Linked DNA regions of Gossypium hirsutum: region 1 is linked to region 2. Evidence: chromatin contacts called from public Hi-C data. All regions are on one chromosome and are shown on one strand. The core of a region is the stretch at or near the end of the contact, and the rest is flanking DNA. Distances in the headings are between cores, read along the strand shown. Region 1 holds the start of LOC107916774 (myb-related protein 308). Region 2 holds the start of LOC107916749 (protein NUCLEAR FUSION DEFECTIVE 4).

Region 1 (5,579 bases), core at 2,127-4,626, 280 kb after region 2:
TTGAGATTCTTGATGTTGGTTATATGTGTGCCTTCGTGAAATGCATGACTCACGAAGTAACGACAAATCCCCAAGTGGATTTCGTTGGTTCAGGCAAAGCACCTACATCATCCATGCAACTAGTGTTATCAATTTACCTCAAACCAAACCATTTTCCTTTATTCTTACAAACCCAACCATGGCAAATATGGTTCTTGTCGTCTACAAACCTTGAACCATTTTCATAAACCCAAACATTAAACAACCGAGTGATTGTTGTTCATCCTAGTACTTAAACAAAACTGCCAAAAAACCCAACCCATTTCCATAAACTCTAAATCATCAAGGTGATGAGTTGAGACACCTTACACCCGGTCTGAAACAAGACTGAATATAGAGTGCTGCATCTATTATTGGAATAACTCAAACGATAAACTTACAATCAAAACACATAAATTCGAGTTAAATTTTAATTACAAAAAAAATACCACGTCATGTTTTAAAAAAATGATTATTTTACTTATTTTTCAAATATTTTTGTTTAGAAAATGTATTGTAGAAAGACCTAAAGAGTAGCGTGACCATAGTCTAAGATTCAATGACATTCTAAGTTGAGTTAAAAGTGTGAGTCTCATAAAGAAGAAGTGGTTGTTAACTGACATTATTTTATATTATGAGATTACCTTTATTAAAGTGAAGATTGCAACCTCTGCCTGCCTGCCTTCATCAATGCCCCATCTTCTCTCTACCAAATTCAACTTCATTTTCACTTCTTCTTCTTCTTCGAGTTGTTGAAATGGAGTCTAATTATTTATTCCTGGCTTGGCAGGGGCATCACTGAAGCCATGGTCAGACCTTCATTTAGTTGGCTCCCCCGTTAAAAGTACAGTATTGTCTGTCAAACCTTAATGTAATATAAATTAATAAGAAAGAGTTGAGCATGCATGCATGTCCCAATAGTTTTTAATCCGTTTTGCGACAACCATCACTCCCATTTCATTGTTAATTAAGAATCCTTCTATTTTTATCAGTAATTTTGTTGATATTTATCGTGGAATATTGTAATAGTTAGGTGGGTTGGCCTAAATGATTAATGTTAGGGTTGGTAGGTACAGGGAATGGAAGAGTTTGTTAGTTTCTTCACGCATTTTTATTGTAGGGAATGGGAATGGGAATGGAGGTTTATTATTATTAATATGAGAGTGGCTGAAGAAATTATAGGCCTACGTACCCACCACTCCCTTCTTCTTCGTTTCTCCTCCTCTCATCGCTTATCCATTGCTTACCCTTATTAACAAGGCAAAACCCAAAATTATTATTAACTCAATTGAGAAAGAAAAAGTTGTTATACTGTCACATGAACCAACCTACATACATCACAATAGTTTGAAAAATAAAATGAGAAACCTATATCTTCTTTTTTTATAAAGGGTAAGCATCGGTTAGGATTTGAATTTGAAATTAAGTATTGTGTGACTATATCCATGAGAAATACATACGTATATATATATTAATTATGAAAGAAATATAAGAGAAGAATCTCCCTCCTTCCCTCACTGCTAATAAACATTAGATCATAACAACAAATAAAGCCACCCTTCTGAAGATTTGATCATTTCTTTTTATTGGAAAAGAGAGGTAAAAACAAATGTGTAAAGGGACACCTTCCATGTTCTCTTCAAAGTTGAAGTGATTAGCATTGAAAGAAGAAGAAGGTTTTATATCTCAATAAATGCATAAACATTCACCAACAACAATGATCATCTATACTACTAATATATGCATATATAATGTGATATAATAATCATACAAATTGGAAATAAAAAAGAGAAATGAAAGAGATTTTAAAACTAATAACAATGATCTCCTTGTCATTTCTCTCCATTTTTCTTTTTTTGGGGGGGGGGGGGAGGGAGTTGAACTACATAGTTAAAAATCCAAATTTTCACTCTATTATTTCATTTCCAAACTTCTATATTCCAAGATACCAGCTTTCAAGCCTAAGAAATCATAACCACTGCTGTTGTTGCTGTTGCTGTGGCTACTGCTACTGCTGCTGCTACCAGCAGCAGTAGTAATGGTGCTGCAAGTGCAATCTTTGCTGTTTTTAACTCCCAAGCTGCAAATAAAACAAAGAGTTCTTCCTCCAGTTTTGAATGACTCTGGTTGGGTTTGCTGGTAATAAGGAGGGCTAATTCTGAGGTCCAAATTCAAGTCCGGACACCTTTCTTGAACTGGGATTCTCTTTTCAGCTTTGGTGATAAATCCAATAGGGTTATTATTGCTGTTAGTATTAATCTTCTCTTTCTCTTCTTTGGCACCACTGAAAGATATTGTTGTTACATCCTGAGAAGCCTCATTGAGTGGTCTGTGAGTTGCTGGATCAATACCTCTGCTCAATAGCTTCCTTCTTATATGCGTGTTCCAGTAATTCTTTATCTCATTATCTGTTCTTCCTGGTAATCTCCCAGCTATAAGAGACCACCTATAAAATTCAAGGAATCCCCCATAAAAAACCAATCAAAATTTCAAGCACCACACACTAACAAAGTTGAATATATCATCTATCTATATATATACAACACTTACTTGTTACCAAGAAGGCTGTGCAGCTTGATAATGAGCTCATCTTCTTCTTCAGTGAAATTGCCACGTTTAAGATCAGGTCTTAAGTAATTGATCCAACGAAGTCTACAACTTTTGCCACAGCGGAGAAGGCCAGCAGCTTTAGGGAGTGAACGCCAGCAACCTTCACCATGGGCTCGGATGTAAGCTATGAGGCGATCATCTTCTTCTTTAGTCCACGCACCTTTGTTCGTATGAGCTTTCTCACAACAAGGAGACCTTCCCATAATTCAGTAACACAAAGAAACCTTTTTCAACTTGTGGAAACTAGCAGCACTAGTAGCCTACGTTTGCAGTTTTTCAATACTATACAAACTAGTATAAAATATACTATGATATCATATATATGTGCGTGTATATATTATATTTAGAATCTAGGAGAAGTAGTAAGGGTGGAAAATGAAATGGAGGCCTTGTTTTTTGTGTTGCAGGAACATTGAGGCCGGCCCTTTGAGAGCACTTTAGATGCTTTTTTATATAGCCTTTTGACTATTACACACACACACAACCAGAAAGAGAAAGAGCGCAGTGACCCTAATTTTAGCTTCTAGATGTGAGTTGGTGAGACAGGTTTGAGGGGAGTGGCTGGTAGCCTCTCTCTTGATGATATTAGCATCAATCATATATAATAAGTTAAAAGGGATATATATTAACTGTAGGTAACCTTTAGGTAGGTGTAAAGTAAGGTATTAAAGCATGGGTAGGACAAAGTGTGATCTCTGCTCTCTCCCACCCCATTCTTTTTCTATAATAGTTTTTTTTCCCTACCTTTGGCCCTTTGTCTAAACCTGTACTACTTTAGATTAATAATTTAGTTAGCTTTCATAATCTTTCCCCCAACTCAAATTAGACAACATGTACCAGAGTACATGTTCAACTTAAATATTTTATCATGTTGTTGGAACTAACATCCATCCTTACCAAAGGTTTTCCGGATTTAAATCTCAATATCTATCTATCACACTTTTTTTTCTTTATTAACCGGTGTGATCTCTTTTGTAATTGAAAAAGAATTAGAAAGAGAGTGCTATGACTCAAAAGTCTGAATACTATAAGATTAAAGAACCTTAACTATAATATTAAGCTCCATTACAGAATTATTTTTGTGTAAATATATGACACTAAATGTTGTCCAGTTGACTAGTTTTGGTTTACAAGAAAAATCAAATCTTGAAGCTGGAAGTATTTTTTATATGTTGGTGGGAAAACATATATATATATATATAAAAGGTTGCTATATTAGTGAAATGGAGTGGTGGATAGGATATATTAGTGAAGAAATCATGAAATAGGGTGGTAGTTGTGGATCTTTATTCTATTGGTATACCATCATCATGCAGGAGAGAGAAAAGGGGGGTGGTTCTAGAAGACTTGGAGGTTGGGGTTCAGGGGCAGGATGATGATGAAAGAAAAAGGGAGAATAGGGAAAAGATAAATACTCTAAAATAAGTCTAATATTATATGAGTGTGGTTGTGGTTGTCTTTGTTTGTGGGCTTTGGTTCACCTTCCACCTTCCACTTTCCTTTTTATTTCTTTTTGGTTCTTCCCCCCAAACCTTGTGGTTTAAGTTTAGGCAACAAATGGGCAGCAGTGAGGTTAGGGATGGGAAAGGTTGATTCTTTTTTTCACCCTTTTTGTTGTTTTCTATCTTTCCCTCTCCAATTTGCATACTGATATTTGTCACCCACCACCACTCATAACAAAACTCTCCCCCCCCTCTCTCTCTCTCTCATCATGAAATTCAAGTGGATGGTAAGAGCTAAGGATGATGAGAACAAGTTGTTTTTAGGACTGGGGGAGAGGGGGAGATTTCACCTACTTTTTTCACCTTTCTGACTGTCCTTGCAACTAGTCCAATACCTGGCCTTATTTGTTGTTCAACTATACGGGGATGGGGGAGGGGGGGACAGACAGGGTCACCATTTAAGATTTTTATTTTTTTTCTACTTTTATTATCTTTATTTTTAACTAAAAACCCACCTATGCTTATCCATTTTGTTTTGTTTCTCAACGTTTGAACAAACAACAAATTGAATTTTACATCATAAGGGGAAAAAAGAAAATTAAGAATGGGCTAAAAAATGATGGATCAAAACATTTACCTACACGCATTAATTGAATGGTGCCTAACCTGTTTCAATCAGACGGCGCACATCATGATCGCAATCAGTTAGGTTGGCTTTTTAACCAAGTCATTTTCCTAACCCAAGCAATCCCAATCTCCCACACCGCACAACCACATGACCGACTGTCCTATGACTTTAAAAGATAAGACTCCTAAAAGAGAATTCAGAATTGTTTGATTATTAACAAACCCCCAAACAAAAGAGAATTTAAAAATAAAATAAAAAATTGATAGGGATTTTAATTTTATAACTACATGATTGGTTAAGGTCCTAAAAATGGGGTAAGGGGTTTAGGTTAAGGATTGCAATAATCAGATTGTGGTGACCATCACAGCAGAACGTGGATATCATGTGCTTAGGTATTGAGTTTGAACAAAAACTTTATGAATAAGAAGAGCTGTCCAAAAAGTGGCTCTAGACCCTTACGTTACCTACCTACCTACCTTTTGGCTGCCCCCACCATGTGGGACTCTTTTAACCTTAGTGGAAGGTCTGTTTCAGATGTCCAAACTTCACACCTTACCTCAATTTCCCTTTATTTTTCGTGTAATTATCCATACAGGCAGTGCAGACCTGGTTGCAACTTGCGGTCCTTGTTTTCATTATTGGCCCCTCCCTCCTGCCAGGGAAGTGGTGGCTCGTTTCCAGTTGAAACAACATGAAAATAAAAGCAACAACAGAAAGGGTTTGTAACATAAATGTCATGGATTGAAGTGGATCAGGGGCGTCATCTTTGTGTTTGTTATTTTGTTCAAATGGGACAACTTTTGTATGTTCATCTTTTACATAAATAGCTAGCCAGATTATTGGGCTAAAGTTCTGCTAATCTGACAATGGAATAATTATAA
Region 2 (5,736 bases), core at 840-3,339:
TTTTTTTTTTTGCTTCCAAAAGTTGGAAACTTATTAAATTACGTAACAAGCAAAACAAACAGCAACAGCATTTCGTGTACAACTCAAGTTGAAAAACCAAACCACAAGCGGATTCAAATCAAGGTTTCTTAACCAGAAAGAAAACGTAAACCAGTTTTTTTTTTTATTAATAAAAATAAATTATGCAGTTTTGCGGCTCAAAGCACAAAATATTGCCCCTCAAGAAAAGAAAAAAACCAAACCATACTTATTAAAATGATGATAGAGATGTAGCAGTTTATATATTGCTAAAATCATACATATCTAAGACTCCAACAGATATTTAATAAAAGATAGTTAAGATCATCGTTAAGTAAATTTTAAAAGAAAATATTTTTCTTACATAAAATGTTTTCTTGTGGTTTATTTTTTAAAACCTGTATGTGATGTTTGCATACATTTGACGAAATTAAACATTTTTTTTTTAAAAAGTAAAAAGACAAAATGTCTTCCATGTTGTTGTTATGAACTCATCGATCAAATCAAAGTATATGGAAAATAATAAAAAAATAAGGGTATCAAGTTGCATATTACTAATAATAAACCGATGTCGACCTGAATCAATCAATAAATCAATATCCACCAACTAAAAGTACAAGATCCTAAACAAAAAGTCACAATCAAGCAAAAGTTAAGGTTTTTGGCAACAACAAAAAATAATAATAATAATAAAATAAAAGGAACAAGTTGAGGTTAAGGGCAAGAAATGGAAGAAGCTTACTTGAGAAAGTACTCGGAAACAGAGCCGGAAATGATTCGGCCAAAAAAGCCCCAAATACTGGTCAATGAAATGAATATTGAAACGTCGGCGTGACCCAAGGCTAACCCGATCTGTGCCATGTTGTTTATCACCGCCATACCTGTTCCCACCCCACAAAGGAACGATATGAACGATACCCAAAAGTCCCATGTCTGCATCGCCTCCATTATCGTGTGCTCCTCTCCTATCACCGGTTTTGTCTTTTCCACTAACACCGTCGCGTCATCCGCCGAAGCTGCTGCTGCCACTTCGGTAATGATCTCCTTTGTCTCCGACGGCGGCGACGTAGTTTCCTCTTTCAGCAACGGTTGTTGTCGCTCCATGTCAGCTTCGAACCCGACCAAGCGCCAACTCTTTACAAAAGCATATATCGGGACCGCCAACGGACTAGCTAATAAAATGAGAAGTATAACCGCGAAAACCAGCGAAAACACTTGATTGGTTGAACCGATGAGGTCGTAAGTTAAAAGATAAACAGCGACGACGACGGCGACTATGTTGAATATTGCGAAATAGCGCGCTTCTTCCTTCTCTGCAGCGACGGAAGTAGATTGGGGGATTTCACGGAGGAATAAGACGGCGACAAGGCAAACAGCAAAAGGGATGACGGCAAGCATGACGAGGAATCGTGCTGGGTCATCGGAGAAGAGGGCAGAGCATAAGTCTGTGAAGATAGCGGTGCTGAGACCGACATACCCTTTTAAGATTCCGGAGACCGGACCACGGTTTCTCCGGAAGTTGCGGATGCAAGTGACTAACACGGCAGTGTTCATCCATGTGGTGCTGTTGCCTCCCAAGCACATAAATATACACATCTGCCAGTAAGGAAGTGGTTGGATTTTCTGACTGACGACAAGCCATTGAGCACCATACCCAATCAAGCCTTCAATGGCACCAATAAGGAGGATGACGGGAGTGGGCAAACGATCAGAAGCAAGACCGGCAAGGAGACCAAAAGCCTTACCAACATCTTTAGCCACTGACAAATTGTTAAGCTGAAGCTGGGTAAGGTTCATAAGCGTCTTGATGGCATCAGAGTAGTTTGAGAAAGTGTAATTATTGCCTGAAATGGTCTGCACCCATACTGCAGATACGAAGCCTAGCCATTTCCAGGCACTGAACGTGTGACTTTCTCGAATCCCCATCAGAAAAAGCTCGCCGACAACCACTACACTTTGAACGGTCGGTGTGGGATGGATTTTTAAAGTTTTCAGAGCTCGAAATTTAGAGCCTTTCTGTATTTGTGACTTGCGGCCTTGCTTGGTTATTTAAAAGAGTAAAAGTTTGGACCCATCTGTAGAATCCGTAGGCTTCGGTTAATTAAAAATAATAATAATAATAATAAATTATACTCTCAGTAATTCAACTTTGACTTTTATGAAAAAATATTTATTTAATTTTTAATTCAGTTCAAAAAATAACAAATCAGTTTTATTAACTATTTTTCATTACAAATTAACGGAAAATTAAAGTGGTATTTAATCAGTCACGCTAGAGTTTATGTTATCATTTAAACAATCCCAATAAAAATAAAAATCCAAACTGGGCATTAGAAAGAGAAGAAGAAAAGAAAATCAAAATTAAATGACTATTATCAAAAATTAAAATTTTTTTCAATTTCTTTATTTGTCTCTCTATGTTATATTTTTCTCTCTATTTCTTTTTAGAACAATCCATTCATCCAAAAAACTAATACAATTGTTAACAAATCCCTAGAAAGAGGAAGATAAAGTTTCTTCCAACGATCATGAAGAGAAATTAGAGGGGAAATCCAAATATTCTTTTATTGTTTTTCCCCAATTTTAATTCTTTAATTTCATGAAAGTTGTATTATTTTTGTTTGCTTTCTTGTTTTGTATCAAACAATTATTTTTACCTTCTTATTTCCTTTCTCATTTGAAAAAAAAATTCTTTTAATTATTTGACTTCTTTTTTAAAATTGAAGTGTTCCATTTTGGAATTAGGGTTTACTTTTGGGTTGTTGTTGATTTTTGTTTTGTTTGATTTTTTATCTTTAATTTCAAACGAGTATAATGGATGTGGTTTGATGGTAAAGTTTAATGAATATAATACAACTCAAACATTCAACTTCAAAATCAAACTCTACCAAATGAGATTATTCTAGATATAGAATACAAAAATAAAAAAATAATAATAATAAAGAAAGAGGGGAAAAGGAAGGAGGGACCAGCTTTAGAAGAAGACCTTTCTGCTCCTCATGTCCAACATGACAGGTTAACTGGCCAGGTCAGTTACTCTATTAGGCCTATAATGGAAAATGTTAACGGGAGATTGATTTGTCACTTTTCGATAAAGTTAGTGATAAATTTGTTATGTTTTGAAAGTATAGCGATTGAATTGAAAGTTGAGTGGTTGTTTTGTCATTAAGATCAAAGTTGAGTGATTGTTAGTATAATTTACCCTTAAAAATCTACAAGTTATTAGAAAAAAAAACTGGTTAGGCCATCTTTGAAAAGAAAAAAAAGCTGGTAGGAGATTTTTATTATTTTCTGTTCACAACAATTTTTCTAATAAAAAAAAGTGGAAAAGAAAGCTATTAATTTTTTCTTTTCTTTTTTCCAATAAAAAGAATTTTGATTTTTGTGGAAAATAAAACTAGAGTTATTTGCATAAACATCCCTGAATTACAATTTATATTTTAAATTGATTTTTAAACTTTAGGGTATTATATAATTTTGCCATCCTATTACTAGCCATCAAATTTTGACTTAAATGTTAGCTTAGATCTAATATTATTAAAGATATATTAAATAATTAATATTTTTAAACACTTCAAATCTATAAAGTTGAAGTTCAGACCAACGGTATAACCAAATTGAAATAATACTGGATTTAATAAAATATTAAAAATTTAGGAAACATTTTTTGAATTAATTAATAATTTTGAGGATGTGAAAGGGTGCTCGCTTTTGTTTGGCTCCACAACATACAGGCGTACGGTTCGCTATTTGTTTTCACTTGCCGCTGAAATGGACGGTCTGCACTTAGAGCTGATCATGGGCTGGGCGGCCCGGCCCGACTCGAAAAATTGGAGGGTTTAGGTAAAAATATAGGCCCGAAAAATGGGTTTGGGCAAAAAAATGAGGTCCGTTTAGAAAATGGGCCGGGCCTCAGGTAAGGGTTTTTTGGCCCGGGCCCGGCCTGGCCCGGCTTGAATTATATATTAATATATATTTTTATTTTATTTTTAATTATTTTAATTTTTTAATATAACCATTTTTTATTATATTATTAATTTGTGTATTGTTTTAAGAATTATTTTAGTATTATTTTTATTTGTTTTAATATTTGTTTTTATGTTTTTAAATATATTTGATTTATTATATTTTTAAACTTTTTTTATTTAATGAAATAAAAAAATTTTAATTTGGGCCGGGCCGGGCTCGGGCTTAGTAATTTTATTTCGGGCCAGGCTTGGGCAAAATTTTAGGCCCATATTTCGGGCCGGGCTCGGGCCTAGTAGATGGGCCTAAAAATTTATGTGGGCCCGGCCCGAACCCGGCCCGGCCCGGACCATGATCACCTCAATCTGCACTGCAGGAGCTGGTGTTAGATATTTTATTTTTGGGTAAATTACTCCCAACTTCATTAAATTATTACTAAATTTACGTTTTAGTCATTCAATTTCAAAAACTTATCAAATAGTAATTGAATTGTTTGAAATTTTTCATTCAAGTCACTAGACTATTAAAATTATTGTTCTATGGCCTTCTCTGTTTGCATCACTTACATCAATTAAAAACTCTCATTCCTCTTCTTTTCTATAATTTATTATTTTAATGAAATAACTTTAAACGTCATAAATTTATGAACCAAAATCCAAACAACTTTATTATCCGATCTCCTACATTGACTGTTAGACCAACTTGGATCTAAGATATGTTATTCTACTTATCAATAGGTACTTATCTACTGTACCAGTCGTTGAATTGTTGCTTGAAATTGACTAACCGAACCTTAAAAAAAAAAAAACTTAAACAATCCAATGACTTAAATGAAATTTTATGAATAGTTTAATAATCATTTGTAATTTTATTTCGTATAACATTTGGTGTACGTATATATTAGAGTACAAGTTGATTTTGTTTCATCAACTAGAATAGAGCAATGGGATGTGGTTGGAGTGGATACAGCTTCTTGCTGTATAACTGTTTGGTTTCAATTACTGTGGGATGAGACTTTGGCTCAACTAAACCATAGGCTCCACTTCAGAATTTCCAGACTCTAAATTCCATTTTGTTATCTTTTATCTTTATATTTAATAAATTTCAATTAAAAAATTGAAAATATAATCATTTATAAAATTATTTTAATTATTTTAAACTAAATAATAGATTACATTATATTAAACATAATACAATTTTTAAATAATATATATATGTTCATTTTTTAAATTACAAGTACATCATAATGATAATTAAAAAGATGCACCCAAATAACTATAATAAAAATAATCATTATAAAGCACCATTGGAGTGATAACCATGAAATATCCAAACTTGGGCCACAGAGCCTACAGATAGTGAAACATAAATGATAATAAATATGAATTACGAACCTAAATAAAATACGGCTGGAACTTAACACTTAAAATTCTTTAAATCATTAAACCAATTCATTATTAGTTATAAGTTATGCATAATTTACATAGAATATAGATTGAAAAAATATCAAATTTTCTAGTCACTTTTTTCAACGCTTAGCTACGTTAATCATATAATTAATGGATTTTAAATGTTTAATATTTGAATATAATTAATTGAAATTTTAATTTTAAAATATTTAAAAAATATATAATATTTTAATAATGAAATAAAGAACACGCTTAGATTATTCTTTGATGCTAAGAATATGCCTAATTCTAACAAAAATAGTTAAAAGAAGAATATGAATCGTAATGTTGTCCCCTATTGTGC

What was found. A called contact is a pair of places that touch in the nucleus more often than the background predicts.
Region 1: a Hi-C map of leaf shows a contact between it and region 2, with 2.6 times the contacts expected there. The contact joins the promoter of LOC107916774 here to the promoter of LOC107916749 in region 2. A contact is called at or near these places in 5 of 34 Hi-C or Micro-C datasets (callus and leaf).

Annotation. Positions count from the first base shown.
Region 1 is chrA01:106,243,153-106,248,731 of Gossypium_hirsutum_v2.1, forward strand. LOC107916774 (myb-related protein 308) reads right to left here and starts at 3,377. Exons shown (of 2, transcript XM_016846145.2): 1 at 2,569-3,377; 2 at 1,679-2,464. The coding sequence starts at 2,831. The coding sequence ends at 1,933. LOC107916997 (L-ascorbate peroxidase 3) reads right to left here. Exons shown (of 9, transcript XM_016846385.2): 9 at 5,440-5,579.
Region 2 is chrA01:105,965,258-105,970,993 of Gossypium_hirsutum_v2.1, forward strand. LOC107916749 (protein NUCLEAR FUSION DEFECTIVE 4) reads right to left here and starts at 2,090. Exons shown (of 2, transcript XM_016846115.2): 1 at 761-2,090. The coding sequence starts at 1,944.